Regions from separate parts of the Sus scrofa genome. Here region 2 is linked to region 1. A link is a contact called in public HiChIP or PLAC-seq data. All regions are on one chromosome and are shown on one strand. The core of a region is the stretch at or near the end of the contact, and the rest is flanking DNA. Distances in the headings are between cores, read along the strand shown.

The links. HiChIP or PLAC-seq counts read pairs in DNA pulled down with a chosen protein or histone mark.
Region 2: a contact with region 1 is called in an H3K27ac HiChIP or PLAC-seq map of alveolar macrophages. The contact joins two enhancer-like sites. A contact is called at or near these places in 4 of 5 promoter capture datasets (fetal liver, fetal skeletal muscle and liver), 5 of 47 Hi-C or Micro-C datasets (liver, skeletal muscle and subcutaneous adipose tissue) and 2 of 2 datasets of contacts at active chromatin or transcription factors (alveolar macrophages and skeletal muscle).

What each region holds. Positions count from the first base shown.
Region 1 is chr13:125,418,252-125,421,446 of Sscrofa11.1, reverse strand. All of the region lies in intron 3 of LOC106508008 (a long non-coding RNA gene), which reads right to left. Among named protein-coding and RNA genes, the nearest start is that of BCL6, 30 kb to the right of the region's middle. Within about 2 kb of position 1,761, at least 2 of the 83 cell types and tissues checked have an H3K27ac peak or open chromatin away from gene starts, as enhancers often do. A contact at or near this core is called in alveolar macrophages, where this site is marked.
Region 2 is chr13:125,664,208-125,667,402 of Sscrofa11.1, reverse strand. No RefSeq gene overlaps it. Among named protein-coding and RNA genes, the nearest start is that of LPP, 120 kb to the left of the region's middle. Within about 2 kb of position 1,507, at least 2 of the 83 cell types and tissues checked have an H3K27ac peak or open chromatin away from gene starts, as enhancers often do. A contact at or near this core is called in alveolar macrophages, where this site is marked.

The DNA of each region.
Region 1 (3,195 bases), core at 512-3,011:
GCATGTAAATCTATTTGGATAGATAATGAATATGCAGATGGATAGATACTGGGGCCATGGGTCAGAGAAATGCCAAAAAGAAAAGAAAAAAGGAGGAGTTCCCATCATAGTTCAGTGGTTGACGAACCGGACTAGTATCCATGAGGATGTGGGTTCAATCCCTGGCCTTGCGCAGTGGGTTAAGGATCCATCATTGCCATAAGCTGCAGTGTAGGTCATAGATGCGGCTTGGAACCCGCATTACTGTGGCTGTGGCATACGCTGGTGGCCGCAGCTCCCATTCGACCCCTAGCCTGCATGCCTCAGGTGCATCTCTTAAAAAAAAAAAAAGAAAGAAAGAAAAGAAAAATGTACTAGAAAGTGTATTTAGCACCTACTAGGTCCTGGGGGAAGGAAATGGAAGGTGAGTCTCTTTGCACGGGCCTCAGATAACCATAAATAACATAGGCAGATGATTTTAAAGAAGCCATTTTTGTAGGTAAGGACTACTTGGATTTGGAGGCAAAGGAGGACCATTTTCTTTTTGGTGTGAAACACCGAGAATGTTAGGGATGAAAGAGGCCTGGGGCAGCCTGTGGACTTAGACATCTTAGATTGTAAAACTGAGCTGTGTAAAGAAGGGTTCCACAGGGATTCACAGACTTTAAAAAACATAAAAACAACCCCCTTCCCAAGCCACCCCTCTTTTCTGAAGGTGCTACGGAAACCTTGAAAAATGGGTCTTTGCAAGGAAGCAGAAAACCTGGTGAGATGGTGTAAGGTCAAGAGCATGGGCTCTGAACTCAGCCAGGGTTTAAATCTCCCTCATCTGCTTTTTAGCTCTTGGATCTGAGGGAGACTACTTCCATTTGGAAACTCTGAGCCTCGACTTCTGAAATGCAGACTCTGCCTATGTCTCTCTTCATTATGAGTTTAGATTATATCACAAGGGGTTCAGCAAAGCTCTGTCTCTCATTCCTCCCCACACCCACAAAGCCCTCCTCAGCCTCTGTCTTTCTCTGCACCCTTGGTCGGAAGCACTTGCTGCTTTCTCCCTTCTCATCTACCACATTCAGGTGTTGGATCAGATGATTTCCAAATTTCTGTTACATGAGTCTAACTGTCTGGTCCTACTTTTTACCAGATGGCTGGGCTAGCTGGATAGGATATCAAACAGTCTATTTTCTATACATTTATGTTAATGAGCCATTTACTGAGCTTTACCACATTTAATCCTCAAAAGAATACCTGTAAGGTAGCAGTTGCTTTCCCCCTTTATAAATCAGCAAACCAAGCCAAAAGGCATGGAGAGAAATCATCCTAGACCTATGGTTTGGGGGCAGGCTTGCAGAGGAGACTCTTTTGAAAGGCTTAACAATAGCACAAGAAAATGAGGCCTTTCATTATACCCGTGGCCTTGAAAATCAAGTGGAAACTTCCCAGTTTTCACTCCATCCATCGCCCCTCCTCTTGCACTAAATGCTTTAGTCATCTTCTCTTTCTTTTTTGTTGTCTTTTTCCTGTGTTGCCATTCCAGGCTGAGGTCATGACTCTCCTAAGAGCCTTAATCAAATCTGGAAGGCAACAGGGCTGAACACAGGATCTTTCCTACCTGACTCCTGGACTGAACAAGTGCAAAGAAAGCTGATGTTGGGAATCCAGCTCTTGCTGCCTGCGGCTGTGGGGCTGGCTATGAATTTTTACCAGCTCTTGCCTGATCATCTTTCTTTGGCCTTTGACATACTTGTCACTGGATCCGTGGTAAAGCCAGTCTTTCTCTCTAGCCACTAATTTGTATTTCCCCCAGAGAGCCTAGAACTATGCCCTACCCAGCGGGTACTCACTGTACTGGAGGTGGTGTCGCCAACCAACACAGCCCCAGATTACATTAAGTATTTCAGCAATTGCAATGAATTTCTGGCCAGCCTTGATGGTTTGGTCAGCTTCAGTCCCAGCCTTGCCCCTCAGAGATTGACAAAGCCCAGTTTCAACTAATTCTTAATAATGCAATTAAATTTTTGGAAACTGAGCTGGGTTTCATATTTAAATGGTGACTTTCACCACACAGGAGAGGTTGGCCAAATGCAGGAGGAACTGGAAGATTTTTGCAAAGAGATGAATTTGGATTTTCCATTTTTAGAAAAGCTGCATATGCTCATGTGCAGGTAACACTCCAGGCTCAGGGGTTCCCAAGGGCCAAAAGAGTGGGTAAAGCATGAACCCCTAAACCAGCATGCCTCATAGGGAATCATCAGTATCCTCAAAAAGAAAACTAATATTAGTAGTAGAATCTAATGGTAGATATGAATTTTGTTTAAATATTCTTTATATTTTTACATTTTCACAATAAAATATTTGGGAAAAAAAGAAAAGATTTGGAAAGATTTCATGGATGGAACTAGAGACTCTCATACTAAGTGAAGCAAATCAGAAAGAGAAAGACAAATACCATATGACATCACTTTTATCTGGAATCTAATATATGGCACAAATGAACCTTTCCACAGAAAAGAAAATCATGGACTTGGAGAATAGACTCCTGGTTGCCAAGGGGGAGGGGGAGGGAGTGGGATGGATTAGGAGTTTAGGATTAATAGATGCAGACTATTGCCTTTGGAATGGACAAGCAGTGAGACCCTGCTGTGTAGCACTGGGAACTGTATCTAGTCATTTATGATGGAGCATGATAATGTGAGAAAAAAGAATCTATACATGTATGTGTAACTGGGTCACTCATGCTGTACAGTAGAAAACTGACAAAGCACTGTAAACCAGCTATAATAAAAAAAATCATTATGTAAAAAAGAAAGAAGAAAAAAGAAAAGTAGGGGCAGAATTAAAACGTTTCTGCTTTTGAAATGCAACAACACTTACCTCTCAGGGCCATTGCAAGGATGGCATTAGGGCATATGCGGAAGGGCTTGCTCAGGGTCTTGCTCAGAACAGGGAGCAATGAATGTATTTATTAACACCACAGCATGGGAAAAGGCACCACTCTGAAGTTAAACGACTGCATCTTGAACTTCATGCTGCAGCTCACTAGCCCAGCTGGTGCCTTTCCATCCCGGGTCCCAGTCTCCTCATCTTTCTAATTGGAATAATAATCACAGCATATTTCTCAGGGTCACAAGGAGAAGCATGTTAGAGAACTGTTGAGAAAGTTCTTTGCAAACTAGAAAGCTCTCTAGGCAAAATAAAACATTATGAGATGTATAC
Region 2 (3,195 bases), core at 258-2,757, 250 kb before region 1:
AACGCCAGATCGTAGCCATATCTTCAACCTATACCACAGCTCATGGCAATGCCAGATCCTTAACCCACTGAAGGAGGCCAGGAATTAAACCCACATCCTCATGGATACCGTTTAGGTTTGTAACCCATTGAACCGCAACGGTAACTCCCCCCATTCTCATTATTTCTGATTCTCAACTTTGTTCCATTGACCTCTATGTCTTGTTTTCTTCAGTGATCACTGTCTTTTTTATTTTGCTATATAATGATTTTAATTTTTTTTCCATTATAGCTGGTTTACAGTGTTCTGTCAATTTTCTATCGTACAGCATGGTGACCCAGTTTCACTTACATGTACATGTACTTTTTTCTCACATTATAAATGCTCCATCATAAGTGACCAGACATAGTTCCAGTGCTACACAGCCAAAATAATGCCTTTTGCAGCAACATGGATGGAACTAGACACTCTGACACTGAGTGAAGTAAGTCAGAAACAGAAAGACAAATACCATATGATATCACTTACATCTGGAATCTAATGTATAGCACAAATGAACCTTTCCACAGAAAAGAAAATCATGGACTTGGAGAATAGACTTGTGACTGCCAAGGGGGAGGGGGAGGGAGCGGGATGGATGGGGTGCTTGGGTTTAATAGATGCAGACTATTGCCTTTGGAATGGATTAGCAATGTGATCACTATCTTGATTACTATAGCTTAGTAGTAAATTTTGAAATCGAGACCTGTGAGTTCTCCAACTTTGCTGTTGTTCAAGATCATTTGGCAATTCTGAGTCCCTTGTGTTTCCATCTGATTACTATGATCAACCGCCAATTTCTACAAAAAACAGCTAGGATTTTGACAAGAGATTGCACTATATCTCTAGATTATTCGGGGGAGTGTTGACACAATATTCCATCTTTGATTCATGAACATGGGATGTATTACCATTTATTTAGATCTTTAGTTTCTTTTAACAATGTGTTTTAGTTTTCGATAAAGAAAACAAATTTTGTATTCCTTTTGTTAAATTTATTCCTAAGGATTTTATTCTTTTTAATATTATTCTAAATGGGGTTATTTTCCTAATTTCATTTTTAGATTTTTCATTACTAGTGTCTAAAAATATAATTGGTTTTTATATATAGATTTTGTATCCTGCAACTTTACTGAACTTGTTATTAGTTTTAAAAGTATTTTGGTGGGAGTTCCTGCTACAGTGCAGGTTAGGAATCCAACTACAGTGGCTTGGGCAGCTGTGGAGATGTGGGTTTGATCCTTGGCCTGGTGCAGTGGGTTAAAGATCCAGTGTGGCCACAGCTGTGGCACAGGTTGCAGCTGCAGTGTGGATTCAATCCCTGGCCCAGGAACTTCCATATGTCATGGCTGAGGCCATAAAAGCAATAAATAAATAAATAAAATTATTTTTTGTGGATTACATAGGTTTTCTTATATACAAGATTATGTCATGTGCAGTTAGAAGTAGTTTTACTTCTTCCTTCTCAATCTGGGAGTGTATTTTTTTTTTTTTTTTCTTGCCTAATTGCCCTGGCTAAAATCTCTAGTGCAATACTGACCACATGTACTGACTGGATGTTCTTGTCTTGTTAAACATCTTAGGAAGACAGCTTTCAGTCTTTGACCAGTAAGTTTAATGTTAGCTAGGGTTTTCATAGATGTCCTTTATCAGACTGAGGAAGATTCCTTCTATTTCTAACTTGTTGAGTGTTTTCCTTTTTTTAAAAAAAAAATCGTGACAAGGTGTTGGATTTTGTTAAATACTTTTTCTGTGTATGCTGAGATGGTCATTTTTTGCTTTTTATTCTATTAATAGGATGCTTTGATTTTCATATGTTGAGCCAACTGTCAATCCTTGGGATAAATATCCCTTGGTGATGGTGTATAATCCTTTTTATGTATTGCTAGAGTCCCTCTTTCTCTTATATCTTCCATATTTTTTCTATTGATTTCTTTCCTTTAGCTGATAAACATACTCAAACTTCTTTCTTAATAACAGAGAACAAAACAAACTTACCTCATGGATGCTATATCCCCAAGCTGCTGCCTTATCTTTCTTCTTCCATTTTTATTCACGTTTTGGAAACGCCTGTCCTCTGTTTTGGCTTAATACTGATTTGTAACAATCATAGGGAAACTGCTTTCATTAAAATCACAAAGGGCTTTCTAGGAGTTCCCTCATGGTGCAGGAGGTTAAGTATCTGGCTTTGTCACTGCAGTGACTTGGGGCGATACTGGGTGGGTTTGATCCCTGGCCCAGAAATTTCCACATGCCATGGGTGTGGCCAGAAAACCCCAAATGATCAAAAAGGACTTCCTAATTACCAAAATCCATGAACACTTTTCAGCCTTTATTTTTTTAGACTTACATATCACTCTACAGTTTCTCTGCTTCCTTCCTCTTTGAAACTTTCAAATCCCAGGCTTCCTTCCTTCTCTCTCTCTTCTATCCTTCCTCTCTCTCTCTCTCTCTCTTTCTCTCTCTCTCTCTCTCTTTCTTTCTTTCCTTTTTCTTCTTCCTTCCTTCCTTCATTTTTCCTTTCTTTTTGATTATAGCTTCCTGCTCTCATTTGTGGGCACTTTTCCCCATGCTTATAAAATAATGGTGTTCCTTAAGTATCTGTCTTTAGTGCATTTCTCTTCTCACTTTCTAACTTGTCTGGGAAACCTTATAAACACTCTCACTTCTATTATCATTTGTATGCTGATGAGGCCTGAATTGTTACCTTTTCTCAGACCTAGACAGGTATATTCAAACACCTTCTGGACCCTACCACTTCTTCAAAGTCCCACAGGATTATAAAATATAAGATGTCAAAACAAAACTTTGAAAAAAACAAAAAACAACAAACAAACAAACAAACAAAACAAAACTTTGAAGCCTTCTTATGCTGCCTAACCTGGCCTTCCTCTAACTTGTGGCAAACCTCTGGAAAATTTAAACAGCTTCCTAGATGAGGTGAGAATTGCCCTTGTTTACCAAGGCATATTGGTAGTCCTGCCTTTTCATTGGTGACAGATGCTGTTGTGTAGCAGAAAGAGAGAATTCAACATTTTACCCTGCTTTTAGAGAGCTTTCAGTATTAAGTATGAAACAGAAACAGACAGAGCTGATGATATTACAAGGTAGGTTAAGAATAGTTTGAGAGAAAAAAGAGAGAAAATAATAATAGAAAATTAAAGGAGAATGAGCTGG